Linked DNA regions of Rattus norvegicus: region 1 is linked to region 2. The links are chromatin contacts, called in public Hi-C maps. All regions are on one chromosome and are shown on one strand. Each heading gives the region's core, a stretch centred on a gene start, on an enhancer-like site or on the middle of the called end of the contact. The rest is flanking DNA. Distances are from core to core; before and after follow the strand shown. Region 1 has its middle 100 kb from the start of Gas1. Region 2 holds the start of Gas1 (growth arrest-specific 1).

Region 1 (3,179 bases), core at 651-3,150, 100 kb before region 2:
AACACATACAAATAGAAACAAATCTTTAAGAGTGTCTGTATGCGAATGTTTGTTTTGTGGGTTGGAGAGAAATCGTTGCTTGTACTTTTCTGTACTCTGGATGGCCTGCAGGCCAGCACAGGAGCATTGATCTTCTGACTCTTCTGGCTTTGAGAGTTGCTCAGTGAGAGAATGGTCTCAGCTGGGGGCCTGTGAGGTGATGCCTGTAGGCACACTCCCACTGCCTGCACTTTCCTTCCACAGAGTGGGCTCCCCTGGAAGCTCACTCTCTCCTGTTCCTGCTTCAGCCTCCCTGCCAGAAGCACTCTGGCTTCTGCCTGCACAGATGCCTCCCTGGTCCAGCCTTTTTGGGGGGCATTTTTACTACACTCCCCTGTAGGAGTAGTGGTGGTGAGTCCAGCCCTCAGAGGGATAGGCGTGGCTGGTGACCGCACCCTTGTGGATGGTTAAAAGTGACTTCACAGTCCACAGAGATGCCCTGTATTCTAGCAACATGAGGCCTGGGCTCTGCGCCTCCTTACATTCATCTCACTCCCATCACATTGGGTACTGTCCCCACTGTCCCCACAAACCTGGCCACTCACCCACTGCACATCCTGTTCCTCGTTGCTATGGCTTTGCGTATGTGTGGAAGGGAAAGAGAGGGGCTTATGTGTTTGATGGGAGAAAGGGGATCAGAGCCCTGTTGTTAATCATGGCTCCGTATGTGTTGTCTGTCTTTCTGTCTGTCTCTTACTAGGAAGCCTCCCTCATGCTCATGGCCTGGGGCTGGGAGCTCCTTTCTATTCAGGTCTCTTTTCTTCTTCTTCTTCTTCTTCTTCTTCTTCTTCTTCTTCTTCTTCTTCTTCTTCTTCTTCTTCTTCTTCTTCTTCTTCTTCTTCTTCTTCTTCTTCTTCTCCTCCTTCTCCTTCTCCTTCTCCTTCTCCTTCTCCTCCTCCTCCTTCTTCTCCTTCTCCTCCTCCTCCTTCTCCTTCTCCTCCTCCTCTTCCTCTTCCTCCTCCTTCTTCTCCTCCTCCTCCTCCACCTCCCTCTCTCTCTCTCTCTCTCTCTCTCTCTCTCTCTCTCTCTCTCTCTCTCTCTCATAACTAACTCTTTACCTAATCATTTTTTGGTATGCTTATCCAACAATACTTCCACAGTGACAAGAGAAAACTCCTTGGTTCCGGTTAGCTGACGAAAAATAAAAAATAAATATTGGCCTGTGTGGCCTGTGTTTGCCTGAGATGCTGCCTGTGTGTGCTGCCTCACCGTTACTGTGCTGTGGAAGGGGTGGAACGCCTTCCTGCTGTGGCTGGCATCGTTTATGAGTAGACATGCAGTCTACTTTTCTAGAAGAGGTTGGGACCTTCCCGGAGAAGGCTCTGATTTTACTAGCTAAGGCTACAGCTTTATTCCCTGACTACTTGGAGGGGTCAGAGAAGTAGCAGAGGTTGTCTCCAAAAGCTGCGGGCTTGAGCTATCTTAAGCGGCAGAGTGGCAGGCAAGACGCTGCCAATGGAGCCACCCTATGATCTGAGCATACTCTCAACACGCGCCTCTTAGAAGGAACTGAGCCCCTGCGATGTCAGAATCCTGGCTTGTCCATCTCCCCTCTTTAAACACAGCCTGGAGAAACAGGGTGATCTAATCACCAATACACAGCTTTGCTCTAGCACAGGCTCAGTGATGGTGGAACACCCGATGAAAAAAGAGTGAGCGAGCGAGGGAGTGAGCACTGTATGAGGGAGCAGAGGCTCGCTCTGGTGCAAGAATAAAATTAAACAAAAAATTACCTACTCCCAAGAATGCTGCTGGGTCAAGGAGAAAGCAGAGCCTCTGACCTGAAGGTCCCGCCCCTCTGCTCTCTGAAGGTCCCGCCCCTCTGCTGTGGAAAGTCCCACCCCTCTGTTCTCTGAAGGTCCCGCCCCTCTGCTGTCGAAGGTCCCGCCTCTCTGCCCTTCAATGTTCAGCCTTTTCTCTGGACCTTACCTCTCCCACCTTGCAAACAAGATGCAGTGCTCTTGCTCATCTAGAACACACATCACGAGTGACTTAACTGAGAGAATATTTTCCACCAAAGCCTTTCTCCCCAAGCTACCCCACACCGCGGCAAGACTGTCAGAAATCGAGTGCTTTTAACTGCTCTGCTTTGCAAATTAAAAATTAGGTGGACCGGGACTTTCTCTCCAGTCTTGTTTACTCTGCACTCTGCCCTTGGGGGAATGTTTTGAATCTGAGCAAATTAAGCACTCTCTGAACGTGGTGTTTAAAATAATAAAGAACTCTCTGGAACATTTAAGCGGGACTGAAGTTCTTCTCTGGCCAACACCTGTGGCTCGCCAGCTGTTGCCCTGGAATCTGGCTGCCAAGTTTGCTTGCTTTTCCTAATGTTCTCTTGGCAGATGTCATTCCATGAAGTCATACAAAGTCCCGGAGAGACCTGCTGTTCTTAGGATTATCATTTTCGGGGTGGGAAACTAAGCGGTTTCTGTGTCTCCTACGGACAAGTCTTAGCATTCAACGAAAACTTAGACCCCTTAAAATACAGACTGGCTGTTTGCGGGTGAGGCTCTGGGATCCAGAGGTGTTGTTTTGAGTTCTATGGAAGAAGTACCCTTGCAAGAAAAGCAGCACAAATTTCTCACGGTTTGTAATTTAGGAGGGTGGCCTGGCTTGCTGTAGAGCCATTTACCGCAAATGGGGCTGTTTTAGGAGCGTGGAGTTTTTCTGGGACCCTGTGTCACGTGGGCTAGTCATGGAATCCCCGTGTTGCTCTGCTGTTTGAGGCCTGTGACAAAGAGTCGATTTAGATACTGGGGAGGCACACGTGGGACACATGAGGGACATACCAAGGGAACGCTGGAGGCTCACTGGAGTACACAGGGGCACATGGGGAGGGGGCAGGGTCACATGGAGGATACACCAAGGGCATACTGGGGGCATACAGAGAGGCACATGGGGGCACACGGGGGAGCACACAGACACACGGAGGCACACAGGGAGAACACAGAGGTCACACAGGGGCACACGGGAAATACATAGGCATATGAGGGGCTCACAGAGGAGCACACTAGGAACACAGGCCAACATTTAAGCTGCTTCTGTGAACTTTTCTAAATACACATCTATTAAAAGTAACGTACTCTTATTTTTCTTAGAAAGTGTAGGGTAAGGTTATTTGCAATCTCATGGTAATGAAC
Region 2 (3,266 bases), core at 336-2,835:
GCGGGGGCTACAAGTGGGACCCAAGCAGCAGGAGCAGCAGAAAACAGGCAAACGGGGTCCAGGAGCTTCGGGTCGCCCAGTGGCCTCCACTGCCGCTGCTGCTGCTCCTGCGCCCCGGCCCGTGGGGCAAGTCCCCGCGTCCGCCTGCCCCAGCAGCGCCGCCGCCCGGGCGCGCAAGGCCGTCGTCGTCGTCCAGGGGCTGCTCGCCGCCCGCGGCCCCAGCGCGCTGCTCGTCATCATATTCTTCGTCGTAGTAGTCGTCTAGGCCCCCGTCCGAGCCGCTGCTGCCCGGACCGTTGCTCGCATCTGGGCCGAAGCACAGGCGGGCCATGTTCTCCTTGACCGACTCGCAGATGGGCCTCTCCAGCCCATCGCACACACAGTCGTTGAGCAGCGCCGCCTTGGGCACCGCCAGCATGTCCTCGATGACCGCGCGGCACTCGTCGGTGCAGCGGAGACCGTTGAAAAGCTTGCCGCAGTAGGCTAGATAGCGGCCGAGTGCCAGGTTGCAGCGGCTGTCCCGGTCGCAGCGCCGCCGGGCCTCAGTGCAGCCCATGACCGAGCCCGCTCCCGCGCCCGGGCCCACGCTGCTGGTGCGCGGCAGACAGGGCTCGATGGCGCGCTTGGTGGACCTGCAGTGTTCGTCCTGCGCGCAGTCGCAGTCCTCCAGCGCGGGCCCGCGGCGCGTGTGGTTGAGCTGGATGAGCGCCGAGATGCAGTGGCTCGGGCAGCGCCAGCGCGGCGAGAAGGACGCGGCCGAGGAGGGGAAGGCGCCGGCGGGCCCAGGAGCATCAGCTCCGCCGCGCTGTGCGAGCACCGGCGCACACGCCTCGGCGTACTGGCTGTAGGCGTAGCTGCAGTCCGGCTCTCCCTGACACTGCAGCAGCGCCTGCCAGCAGATGAGGCGGCGGCCGTGCGCCAGCCCCGAGCCCCGCGGCGCCGAGCCCAGCAACTGCAGCAGCGCCATCAGGCACAGCAAGGCGCCCGGCAAGCTCCCCGAGCGGGCTCCGCCGCCGCCCAGCAGTGCGGCTAGCATCGCGGGCAGCAGCGGCCGCCGGACGCGGTGCGGAGCGGAAACGAGGCTCGGGTGGCGGCCGCGGGGCCGCTGGAAAAGTTTGTCCGAGTTCCGCGCACTTCTGGCATGGGCGTCCTCATCCATCCATGCCGGCGGCCCCGCGGCTGGTAGAGGCGGGTGTTTGCTCCAGCACCGCGGCCGGGGCTCCCTGAGAGGCGCGGCGACGCAGGTCCGGCTCCGATCGGCGGCTGGAAGCGTTCAGTGCCGTCCCTGGGGGACGCGGCGAGGCTGCAGGAGCGCGCGGCGCCGGGGGTGCATGGTGCAAGGCGCCTGCAGAAGGTCGTGTGGCCGGTGGCTCCTCCGTTCCCGGCTCAGTAGCGCGTAGCAGTTCGCAGCTCTGGCATCCCGCCTTCCCGCGACCAGGACGCTTGGTCCCCTCCCCCTCTACCCGGGCCTGGGCCGCACTCCGGGAAGTTCTGGGAGCCAGGCGCAGGGAGGACCCCGAAACTCGGAGCGTGCGGCTCTGCTCGGAGACCCGGAGCCTGGGGAGCGGATCCGCGGAGCCCGGCTGCCGACTCGCTCGCGGCGGGGCTTTAAATACAAAAGTGGGCCGGGAGCCCCCGTGTGGTGCCGCGGCGCCCCCTCATTATGCATGCATAGAAAAGCAAACAAACAAAAACATTAGCAACGCTCCTCCAGCTTGCCGAGCCCCAGCCCCGCGCGCTCCGGGCTTGCCCGCTTTCTCCTTTCTCCACTCTCGGGCGCCCTTTGCTCGGCCCCTTTCCCCGGCTTTGCGCGCCGCTATTGGTCCAGCCTGTTGTTGTTGAAACTTTTTTTTTTTTTTTTTTTTTTTTTTTTTTTTTTTTACGAGCCGCTGGAGTGGGGTTGCAGAGTGGGGGAGGGCGGTGGGCAGCTCACATTCAGGCATTCAGGGCTTGAAAGGAACGGCTTAGGGAGCCTGACACAGGCCCAGCTCCTCCCACTCTTCAGGAGGCTGGGATACCGAACCCCAGCTCGCGCACAGAGCCAGCGGGCAGGGCTTAGGGCCAGCTGCCTGCATCCGGCTCAGCCACCGGCCTTTTTGTTCGCTTCCCCCGCCCCCTTTTTGTTTGGGTGGGGAGGGGGACACTTTTATTAATTCTTACTGATCCCCCATCTTTGCATCCGAGAGAATCCGAAAGTCACTTTAATTTTCAGGCTCCTCATCTCTGAGTTCTGATCACCTCGGGGGGTATAGCGAAGGCAGGGAGTCTTGAGAATTCAATGTGAGACTTTAGAAACTTAGATACCAATTGCGCGCGCGGGCACACGCGGGCATTCTCTCTCTCTCTCTCTCTCTCTCTCTCTCTCTCACACACACACACACACACACACACACACACAGCCACCACCACAAGAAGGACACTTTCGGTCCCCCTTTCCAGCAGGTAAGGACCTGACACTGGGCATCGTTTTCAAACTAAGAAATCCAAAGAACTGAAACCATTTCTTAACTCACGATTTATTGTAATACGAACGGCAATGACAAATCATGGCATTAAAAACTCTGGGAATGTTGAGCGCTACCACCTGGCTGCAGTCACAGCACAGAGGACGGGGATAAACTGACCCGCTACATGCTGTAAACTGCACGTCTCAGTTCCTCACTGTGTTTAAAGCAAAAGCCACCGGTGGAGCAGGCTTTGCAGCCTGAGCAGGACTCTCAAAAGATACCTTAACTGTGGCTCAATGCAGCTTTTGGCCACTAGAGGCACCGCGAGTCTGTGGCCTGTCAAAAACTGGCGCTTTTCCCTCCCCTTTCCGTGGTGAGACTATCAACTCGGTCTGTCACAGATTTTAAGGCCAAATCGCTGCTGAAGCAAAGGGAGCCCCAGTTGCAGTGAGTTCAGAAAGTGGACTGTCCACCTCTCCAAAGAGTTAAGAGAGTTTGTAAGGGCGAAAGTGAGGGCCAGACGGATTAACCTGGCTCTTGGAAAAGCTGGCCGCCCAGGCTGAGGAAACGGTGCCTCTGCAGCCCCCTCAAACCATGAGAGAGACAGACTGAGCAGTGAGGAGCCACTTTGTTCCTACCCTAACCCTAATCCCAAGTTTAGTCTTAGAAAACAAACGCAAATGTATCCTTAAGAACTAGCCAGACGTGGGGCAGCAAGCCTGTTTATCCCAGGCAGAAGCGAGAGGCTCACTGCAAGTTCAAGGCCAGCTAGTTCCATCTAGCGAGAGTTTCGGGGCTCTTGCTTTAAGGTCAGATTGC

The links. Hi-C and Micro-C count contacts between places; a contact is called where the count stands out from the background.
Region 1: a Hi-C map of liver shows a contact between it and region 2, with 5 times the contacts expected there. The contact joins the enhancer-like site here to the promoter of Gas1 in region 2. A contact is called at or near these places in 2 of 12 Hi-C or Micro-C datasets (liver and psoas muscle).

What each region holds. Positions count from the first base shown.
Region 1 is chr17:4,588,907-4,592,085 of GRCr8, reverse strand. No RefSeq gene overlaps it. Among named protein-coding and RNA genes, the nearest start is that of Gas1, 100 kb to the right of the region's middle. Within about 2 kb of position 1,900, at least 9 of the 93 cell types and tissues checked have an H3K27ac peak or open chromatin away from gene starts, as enhancers often do. A contact at or near this core is called in liver, where this site is marked.
Region 2 is chr17:4,486,035-4,489,300 of GRCr8, reverse strand. It overlaps Gas1 (growth arrest-specific 1), which reads right to left and starts at 1,585. Exons shown (of 1, transcript NM_001400814.1): 1 at 1-1,585. The coding sequence starts at 1,159. The coding sequence ends at 8.